Regions from separate parts of the Pan troglodytes genome. Here region 1 is linked to region 2. Evidence: chromatin contacts called from public Hi-C data. All regions are on one chromosome and are shown on one strand. The core of a region is the stretch at or near the end of the contact, and the rest is flanking DNA. Distances in the headings are between cores, read along the strand shown.

Region 1 (5,178 bases), core at 1,017-3,516, 100 kb after region 2:
CACCACTATCTCATTCCAGAACTTTCCTATCACTCCAAAAGGAAACCCCACATCCGTTAGCAGTCACTCCTGTTCTCCCCTCCCCCTTGCCCCTGGCAACCACCAATCTGATGTCTGTCTTTATGGATTCGCCTAGTTTTAGATATCTCCCGCAAATGGACTTATGCATATTTATCCTTTTGTGACTGGCTTCTTTCACTTAGCGTGTTTCAAGGTTCACCCATGTTGTAGCATGTATTCATTCCCTTTTATGGCTGAATAATATTCCATTGTGTGGATAGACACATTTATCTGTTCCTCAGTCACTATTTGAATTCTGACATAATATTTTCCTATTTTAAATTTTAAGATACATTTTTTTAAAGTTTCATGTGGCCCAAAGCACATATCTATTGATCTCACATATCTCTGTGAGATCTGTTTTATGACCTGCTGTTGCATATTTTCCCAGAAAATTCTCGGAACGATTTTCTGAAGTCCTTCTTTCTCTTTCTCTTTCTCTTTTTTTTCTTTTTCTTTCTCTCTCTTTTTTTGTTTTGTTTTGTTTTATTTTGTTGTTGTTGTTTTTTTTTTGATATTCAGTTTTGCTCTGTTGCCCAGGCTGGAGTGCAATGGCATGATCATTGCACCTCTGCCTCCCAGGTTCAAGCATTTTCCTGCCTCAGCCTCCCGCGTAGCTCAGATTACAGGCCTGCACCACCACGCCCAGCTAATTTTTGTATTTTTAGTAGAGACAGGGTTTCTCCATGTTGGCCAGGCTGGTCTCGAACTCCTGACCTCGTGATCTGCCCACTTCGGCCTCCAAAGTGCTGGGATTACAGGCATGAACCACCGCGCCCGGCCTTTTTTTTTTCTGAGACAGGGTCTCACTCTGTCTCCCAGGCTGGAGTGCAGTGGCTGGATCTCTGCTCACTGCAACCTCCGTCTCCCAGGTTCAAGCGAGTCTCCTGCCTCAGACTCCCGAGTAGCTGCGATTACAGGAGCCCACCACAGCGCCCGGCTAATTTTTGTATTTTTAGTAGAGACGGGGTTTCACCCACCATGTTGGCCAGGCTGGTATCGAACTCTTAACCTCAAGTGATCCACCCGCCTCGGCCTCCCAAAGTGCTGGTATTACAGGCATGAGCCACCGCGCCCGGCCGGTATTTGTTCTTTTCTTCATTTTTCACGTCAGGAGACTGCGTTTCAGAATAGTAAAAAGAAATGCCTAGGAAAAGGCCTGCGGTCTCTCCATTTCCACAGTAGCGTGTTCCCCAAAGACCAAACCCTCAGGGGAAACGTCTAGAATGAGTAACAACTTAAGGCTGCAACCTTGAACTTTCCCAGGACTCAGTTTCCCCAGCTGTGAAATGGCTGCTGTCGGGCTGTCATCTCCAGGCCCGGGGCGCTGACATTTGGGCCACTCTCGGTCTCCCTCTTCATTCTGGGCGCGCATTAGCTCTGGTCCGGCCGGTTCCGCTGCAGCTGAACACCAAGATGCCGCACCCAGGTTACCCTGATCATCGCAGATTTCTCCCCGGGGCTCTGTTCTGAGGCCTCAAAAGTGCTCCTTGTAGATGGGACCAGGGGTCATTTGGGCAGTAGCAGCGCCTGGTCTCAGTCTGGTACTGAAGTCAGGAATGGCTTAAGGTGAAATCGTGGTCCTCTGGTGAAGCTCAGCGAAGACCCCCTCCCCTTGTTTATGACAAGAGAACTTCTGGGGGCGGGAGGAAGAGTCCCTGTTACGATGCTGATCATCATTGAGCTTTTGCTGAGCAGAAAACTCTTTAGTACTCAAGGTCGAGAGTCTCTGGTGGTCTGCCTGGCACCAGGCACCTTCCTACAACCCTAGTTTTCCAAAAGGACAAAGCCTGGGGCAGGCGACGTCCTAGCTCGCATTTGAACAGGGCCGCGGGCCAGCAGAGATGCGCGATGCCCAACTCTTTCCAAGAGCACCTCGCGTCCCGAACCGGTGCCTTCAACTCGGAGAAGTCAAGAGACCCGCAAGAAACTTGCACGACTGCACCCGCCGCCGCGCTCCGGGGGCTGGGCAGGGGCAGCTGGGCTGGCTCCCGGGGAACGCGACCCCCCCGCGCCCCGCTGACCGGCTGTCTCCCGTGGACCCCTCGGCACCTGCGGCCTCCGAGGAAGGGTCAGCGCGCGTGTCCGCACGCCTGCCCCCACCGCGCGCCCAGAGCCGGGGGTCGCCGTGCGCCCTTCGCCACCTCCCCAGGAGGGCGTCCGGGGCGTCCCCTCTGGGGGCGCAGGAGGCCCGGGGGCGCTGCCCGGTGGCCGCGGCGCCCGGAGGCCGCACTGCCGGCGGCGGCGGCGGCGCGGCTCCCCCTGCTCGGTGCAGCTGCCGCCCGGCGCTTGCGCACTGGGCCAGGCGCGCGGCGGCCCCGGGCTTTGTGTGTGTGTATGTGTGTGTGTGTGTGTGTGTGTGTGTGTGTGAGTGTGTGCGTGTGAGAGTGCGAGTGTCTGTGCGCGAGTGAGTGAGCGGCGGGCGGGCGCGAGTGTGGCCGCCGCGGAGCGCGAGCAGGACCCGGCGGGCGCGCTCCCCAGCCTCCGTCTCCCCGCCGGAACCATGTCGGGCAGGTCGGTTCGAGCCGAGACGAGGAGCCGGGCCAAAGATGATATCAAGAGGGTCATGGCGGCGATCGAGAAAGTGCGCAAATGGTAAGCGGAGGCGCCCGCCGCCAGCCGCCTCCCCGGCCGCCCCGAGCCCGAGCGCGGCTCCAGAGAGCCGCGGGGCGCAGCGCCCCGGCCGCCTGCCCTGGCCCAGCCCCGCCGCGGGCCCCGGGACTTGGCGACGGCGGGCGGACGGGCGGGCGGCGCGCGAGCCGGGTCACCTGCGCCAGGCGGGGGCCGCGGCCGCTGCCCAGGTGCGCTCGCGCCTGTAGCCCACCTGGCGCGGCGGCCCGGAGGCGGCGGGCGCCGGGGCCAGGCGGTTGGAGCGGCGGGGCGGCCCCCGCCGCGGCGCTCGGCTCCCGGGAGGGGGGCTCGGGGCCGGCCCCAGAAGCCATTTCGTTTTGTGCAAGTCACATGAAAGCGGCTTCCCGCGCGCCGGGGCCGCGATGCCGGCGGCGGCGGGGAGAGCGCGAGCTCCATTGTGCAGGCTCCGAGCGGGCCGCCGCCGCCGTCTCCTCCCCGCGCGCCCCGGCCCGCGCCCCGCCGCCCTCCGCCAGCCCCGGCCCGCCCGGCCGCCCGCTCCCGCCTCCCGGGCCCGGCGCCCTCGAGTCTGCGGAGTTTGCAGAGCGCGAGCCGTTTAAATTTAGCGCTTTGGGCTGCCTGGAGCGAGGGCTCTCGGCGACCAGGAAAGATGGGGGCGAGCGCTGGGAGCCAGCGGCCAGGGGCGCGGGGCGCCCACGTCCCACCCCGCTCTGCACGGCGCCCCGGGCGGGGGGCTCGGGCCAGCCGATGTTTTTGGCCAGAAGCCGTTCGTCCTGGGCCGCGGCTGCCTCTCCACACCGGGAGCTCGTGTTTGTTTTGCGGAGGGAGCTGTTGTTTTTGTTCTCTGCACGGGGGAGAGGGGGACTTGGTGGCGGCCGCGCGTGGTTTTCGGGATCACATTAGCGTCCGCCCGGCGTGGCCCGGTCGACATTAAGGGGATCGAACCTTTCCGCGGCCTCGTCGGGGTCTGCTCGGAATCGGCCCCTGGGCCAGGCCCGAGGCGCAAGCAGATCGCCAGGTTGGGTCAGAGTTGTTGAAAACTCCCCGCTGCCTGATTTCAACTTTATTATTTTTTTCCCACGCCTTCACTGGGGTCCCGGAGGGAGAGGAGCCGCCGCGACGCTGGCTCTGAGTGTCAGCGCCCGCGGGCTCGTCTCGACCCTTTATTTCGAGCCTGGAAGCTGGGCAGGCCCTGTGGCAGGGGATGTTTACGTTTGGGGGTGTCGTTTCTCGAGTAGCGCCTCGGTCTCTAAAAGCCACTGGGGGCGAGCCTCCGGTGTGGCGGTGTCACAAGTTAGCTGTCCTTTCTGAGTCAAACCCAACAAAAAAGGCAAGAGGAAAATCAATAAAGTCCACGTGCTCCCCGGCCTCCTATGGAAAGGGCTGGCTGCGATGGCCGGATGCCCGGCCGTGGGCTGGGTTTGGCTCCAGTGGGACAAAGAATTTTCAGAACCGTGAGAAGGGGAGGCTTTCCAAAGTTGAGATCCAAGTCGTCGGTGTCTCGGGAGCTCCCCTGGTACACAGGGTGCCCGGTGCCCGACTGGAGCCATTTAAAAATGGCAGAAACAGCTGCAGGCCAACACACACACGCTGGAAAACAACCCGCAGCCCCCTCTACTGTGGGATTCCCCGCGGGAAGCCCGGAGTTGCTCCCCTCCTTGCCTCAGCCCCTGTGCAAAGAAAGAACTGGTGTCTGTGCCTGGGTCCCTTCTGTCGCCGGCCTGGAGGTTGGGAAACAGCCGGCAAGCCGCCTTTCTCTGCTCGAGGAGGCGTGGTGGGGCCTCCTACTCCAGGTTCCCGGCTGGACAGAGGCTCCTGCACCCTGACAGCTGCTCCCGCAGGGCGGCCAGCTGCTCTGCAGGGAGGGCAGATGGAGAGATGGGGCTTCCCACCCCGCGGGCCCCAGGGCGGCCGGCCTGGAGGCCTTCCAGCCCGCTGACCCCGCGGGGACCAGGCCTGTAGTTGGAGCTTGAGGGGCTGTGCCTCTGCGCCTCCCTGGGTTTGGGGAAACAACACATCGTGTCCTCTGAAGACCTCAGGCTTTGGGATCTCATGGTCCAGCTTCCAGTTCACTTCGTTGCCGCGACCTTGGGCATATCATTGTCACTTCTCTAACCATGGTGACCCGGGGTTTTGTGCTTGGCTTCCAGGTCCCCTCAGGTTATTGAGGACGATTGAGGTCATGCCTCCGAGAGCACCGCGCCCTGGGCGCAGGAGGAGCTGTTGCTCAGTGTTGTCTGTGTTGTAAGGTGGACTTTGTAGAAACTTGGCTTTGAGGTGTTTTTTTTTTGGCCCCTTCTAAGCGAAAGCCTTGGGCTTATTGCCCAGGTTTCTCTGGCCCCTGAGAAGCCATATCCCACCTTCCCCGCGCCTTCGGATTGGGTCTTAGACTCAGCCCATGAGACTGTGGGTTGTTTATTAATTGTCTGGTCACCAACCATGCATTTCACCACTGGTGGGGAGGTGGGGTTGCCAGGTTTAACCAGATAAAAATACAGCACACCCAGTTAAATTTGAATTTCAGATAAA
Region 2 (4,861 bases), core at 1,613-4,112:
GTTTTTTGAGGAAGATGGTACTGAGGTCAGCACCCTGGCTGCCCTGAGAGTGCAGTGCCACGTTCCCCACCCTCTCGCCAACCACAGGATTATGCTGCAAATGTAAATCTTTACCAATTTGATAGGCAAAAAATGGGATCTCAGCATTTTAGCCTGCATCTCTGAGTACTAACGAGGCTGAACACGAAATGAGCTTATTTTCTTTTCAGAAGCCCCTGAATGTGACAGTGATCCGCAGGGGGGAAAAACACCAGCTTAGACTTGTTCCAACACGCTGGGCAGGAAAAGGACTGCTGGGGTAAAGTATCTGTTTCTGTTCATTCTCACTGGGGCATCATTTGAGTGTTTGTTAAACATGAAGCTGGAGGGGAAGGCTGGGGAGACATTGAGGAATAATGGGAATCCCCAGTTTGCATGGAAACTGCAGATAAGTCCTCGTGGTAGGAACGAGACTACAGCTGTAGAAGCAGAGGGAGCCCCAGAGTCTCTCCTGGGAGTCTCTCCAGTTCATTCATGCACTAGGCATTTCCTTTAAAAGAATGAAAGAACATTGGTGAAAAGGTCAGAAGGGCTCAGCCTCTGACCTTCCTGAAGGGAGCCTCCAAACTTACGCCATTCCTTTTCTTCTTTCTTCCAGCTGCAACATTATTCCTCTGCAAAGATGATTGTCCCTGGGGAACAGTAACAGGAAAGCATCTTCCCTTGCCCTGGACTTGGGTCTAGGGATTTCCAACTTGTCTTCTCTCCCTGAAGCATAAGGATCTGGAAGAGGCTTGTAACCTGAACTTCTGTGTGGTGGCAGTACTGTGGCCCACCAGTGTAATCTCCCTGGATTAAGGCATTCTTAAAAACTTATGCTTGGCCTCTTTCACAAATTAGGCCACGGCCCTAAATAGGAATTCCCTGGATTGTGGGCAAGTGGGCGGAAGTTATTCTGGCAGGTAGTGGTGTGATTATTATTATTATTTTTAATAAAGAGTTTTACAGTGCTGATATGACCCTGTTGTCACCCCAGCTGAATTTCTTATGACCCTCCCAAACCAAAGCTCAGATGGGGTCAGAAGAGCTTCATAGAAAGTTGGGCAAAACAGGCTAGCAATTGTGAAGTCAGGCTTTGACCAACATATTTCTTTGCACTGAGGCCTTGCTGCTGTGGATACGGAAATTGTTAAGTACTGTGCTTCCTCAGCAGCTGGGCTGTCAGGGCCATAGTAGCTCCCTTTGGAGAACAGGGAAAGCCTGGAGGCTTCCCAGGTGGCCCAGCATGGTGTAGTGTCAGCTTCCTCTTTAGGAACCCACCAGAGGGCAGCAAGCTCCTTTCACTTCGGTAGTAAGAACCCCTCTGTTTTTGTGTGTTTTTGTTTTTGTTTTCTGGAGACAAGGTCTTGCTTTGTCACCCAGGCTGGAGTGCAGTGTCGTGATCAAGGTTCACTGAAGCCTTGACCCTGTGGGCACTGCCTCAGCCGCCCAAGTATCTGGGACCACAGGCGTGCACCATCATGCATAGCTAATTTATTTTTTGTAGAGACAGGGTCTCCCTGTGTTGACCAGGTTGGTCTCGAACTCCTGGGCTCAAGCAGTCCTCCTGCCTTGGCCTCCTAAAGTGCTGGGATCACAGGCGTGAGCCACTGTGCCCAGCCCACTGCTAGTTTGACTTTTTATAATTGAACCTCCTGGCTATGCCCTGAGATCAGCGCTATTTTGTAAACCGCTGAGGTATGGATAGGAACAAGTAGATCAGACCTCTTGAAAATGCTTATTCTTCCTCCCTTTTATTTTTTGTCTCTTTTAAGATGGTAAAATGGTTCTCAGGGATTCCTGCCGATGCTTTGAATTATTTTTTCCTCTCCATGGTATCAGTGTTCATTTCCCCAGTTCTTGCACACCGCTTTCTGTTTTGGCAGTTCTGCCAGGCAAGCCCTGTGTTCCTTGGGCCTGGTTTTGCTGTGGTTGGATACAGATACCAGCTTGCCTTGATGGGATTGGTATTGCTGTGTGCTTCCAGCCACAGGTTCTCACAGTCAATTCCAAAGCCCTCCTATTGGGCGAATTCCCTCAAACTCTATTTGACCTGACAGTCATACGTATTCCCCTCTGGTAGCCACAGACATGCTGTGTTTACCAATGTTTGCTGTTTAAATTGCATGTTCTAATTCCACGTATTTTCCAGTCTCTTTATAAAGTCTCAGACTATAATAAACACAGCTTGCCCAGTTTATCCTTTCTTTTTTATTTTAAGATGTATGCATATTAATCAATTTACCATCACTGGGGCGTGGCAGTATGGGCGGGGAGAATTATTCACATTCTCCTAAAATGACAGCAGCAGAGAGCCTTTTGCCTCAGTGGCTCTGGCTGGCTTCCTGCAGGGCTCCCAGTGGAAACCCGTGTGGCCACCTGTTGCCGTCTTCCATGAGATGTTAGTGGAGAGCCACTTTGACGTGGAATGATCCTAATAGATATAGCCAGACCGGTTTTGCGGAAACGCTTTGTGCTGAGAACCGCAAGCTGGTGCACCCTGTGTCATATCTGCCCCCAGCCAGCTGGAATTGTCTGCAACACGCGATGCCCGGTGAGGAGGCAGGCAGGACGATTGTGTGCTGCATCCATGAGACCTGGAAATTCAGTTTGCTTTTGGAAAAGAGCATTGTATCCGAGTTCATACTTCTCCACCCCATCTTGCCAAGGTTGCGGAAAGTAAAAATTGGCAGTATTGGCCGCTGCAGCTTCGTAGGGGACGGGACCATGTGAAAAGGTGGGGATCGTGCGAGCGGAGGAAGGACAGAAAAGCGAGGAATGTCTATGCCGCCAGCGACCAGCAGGGGGCACGTCGGGCATGCTCGTCACCGCTTCCTGGCACGTGACCACCGCCCTGCCCTGTTGCTTTAGGGCCTGTCGCTTCCTGCGGTGGCGGTTGCCATGGAGACGGAGCTTGGATGGCAACCAGAACTAGGGAGCTGGTGGAGAAGGTGGCAGCCGCTAGAAGGAGGCCCGGGAGGTGGCTGAGGGGTCCAGGCGGCGGGACGACTCTGGCCTTTTGAAGACCGGGGTGGGTGCTCTCTGTAAGTCCGGGGCGGAGGCCACGCGGCCCTGGCGAGGGGGCCCCCGACCTGGCGGGGTCTGGCGCCCCTTGGGGGGCGCTCACCCGACCTGGCCCTTGTGGGGCCTGGGGCGGCCCCAGGGAGACCTGAGTTGGAGGCAGAGGCCGCACCTGGGCTTTAATCCCCTCACAGAGCCACGCACCTGGCACTTCTGCCCCAAACCCCTGCGGCTGTCCAGACGCGCCGGCGAAGTTGGGCTCAGTCAAAAGAGGCTCGGTGGTGAGAGCCCTAGACTTTATTCAGAGCAGTGATTTTTCAGCTGGAGAAACTAAGTGCCAGAGAGATCTCGTTCTTACTAGCGGTGTCATGTTGAATAAGTCACTTCACCTCTCAGAGCCTCAAACTCATTTATCCATTCATTATTTATTTTATTATTATTATTATTATTTTTACCAGAGATGAATTTGAGGAGCTGATACATTTCGTGCTGAGAAAGAAATTAAAAAATAGAAATACCTTTTCTACTCTGTACTCTCTGGGACTTTATTTTCAAAGTGTTGAGTTCTTTTATTCTAATGTCACCGAAAATGTGGGGATTTTTTTTGTTCGGGGTCCAACTCTTTAGGGATAAAGTATCCACCCTTATTGTTTTCCTAGTTCAAACTCTTGTTTGTGGTAAGGAATAAATGGAGAATATGCCAGAAGGCTTTCAAACTGTTCATTTCTTTGCACATTAGGATTGCTTTTCTCTCAAATAATAACAACTGCTACCATTTTTTCAAGCTGTATGTGCCAGAATTGTGTTGAGCATTTTATATATGTTATCACTTTTCTACAACAACCCTAGAATTTAGGATTATTCTTTTCATTTTGCCCATGAGAAAATGCAGACTCTGAGGGGTAAAGTGACTTGCCCAAGGTCACAGAGCAAGTACATGGTGGAAATGGGATTCAATGCTGGGACAAGCTGACAGCAAGGCCCTTGCTTTTAACCACTAGGCTACCCTGCTTCTTCTCGTATTCCTGTTTCTAGAATTGTTGCTAATATGTGGGTTATGCATTTTGTTGCCTGTGGGAATATAAATATATTTTAAATGAGTAAAAAGGCTACAAGGTGTTTATTCCTAGAAAGTTGACAGGCCCTGGATCAGTATTTTTAAGATCTGGGCCACAAATACATATACTTTAAGATTTCCCAGCTGCGCGTGATGGCTCACGCCTGTAATCCCAGCACTTTGGGAAGCCAAGGTGGGCGGATCACTTGAGGTCAGGAGTTTAAGACCAGACTGGCCAAAATGGTGAAACCCTGCCTCCACTGAAAAAATACAAAAATTAGCTGGGTGTGGTGGCAGACGCCTGTAATCCCAGCTGCTCGGGAGGCTGAGGCAGGAGAATTGCTTGAACCCTGGAGGTGGTAATTGCAGTGAGCCAAGATCGTGCCACTGCACTCCAGCCTGGGCAACAAGAACAAAACTGTGTCTGAAGAAAAAAAAAAAAAAAAAAAAAAAGGTTTCCCACAAATGTGACTTTTTTTTTTTTTTTTTTTGAGAGAAGGTCTCGCTCTGTTGCCCAGGCTGGACTGCAGTGGCATGATCTTGGCTCACTGCAACCTCCGCCTCCCGGATTCAAGCGATTCTCCTGCCTTAGCCTTCTGAGTAGCTCAGATTACAGGCACCACCACCACACCCGGCTAACATTTTGTATTTTTTTTTTTTTTGAGACGGAGTCTCTCTCTGTTGCCCAGGCTGGAGTGCAGTGGCACGATCTCGGCTCACTGCAAGCTCCGCCTCCCGGGTTCACACCATTCTCCTGCCTCAGCC

The links. Hi-C and Micro-C count contacts between places; a contact is called where the count stands out from the background.
Region 1: a contact with region 2 is called in a Hi-C map of stem cell-derived neural progenitor cells, with 2.6 times the contacts expected there. The contact joins the promoter of BCL7A here to the promoter of CFAP251 in region 2. A contact is called at or near these places in 1 of 7 Hi-C or Micro-C datasets (stem cell-derived neural progenitor cells) and 1 of 1 datasets of contacts at active chromatin or transcription factors (stem cell-derived excitatory neurons).

Annotation. Positions count from the first base shown.
Region 1 is chr10:128,855,437-128,860,614 of NHGRI_mPanTro3-v2.0_pri, forward strand. BCL7A (BAF chromatin remodeling complex subunit BCL7A) reads left to right here and starts at 2,267. Exons shown (of 6, transcript XM_016924434.4): 1 at 2,267-2,655. The coding sequence starts at 2,564.
Region 2 is chr10:128,751,597-128,756,457 of NHGRI_mPanTro3-v2.0_pri, forward strand. It overlaps CFAP251 (cilia and flagella associated protein 251), which reads left to right and starts at 2,863. Exons shown (of 22, transcript XM_063785153.1): 1 at 2,863-3,062. PSMD9 (proteasome 26S subunit, non-ATPase 9) reads left to right here. Exons shown (of 6, transcript NM_001246400.1): 5 at 210-298; 6 at 638-2,216. The coding sequence ends at 665.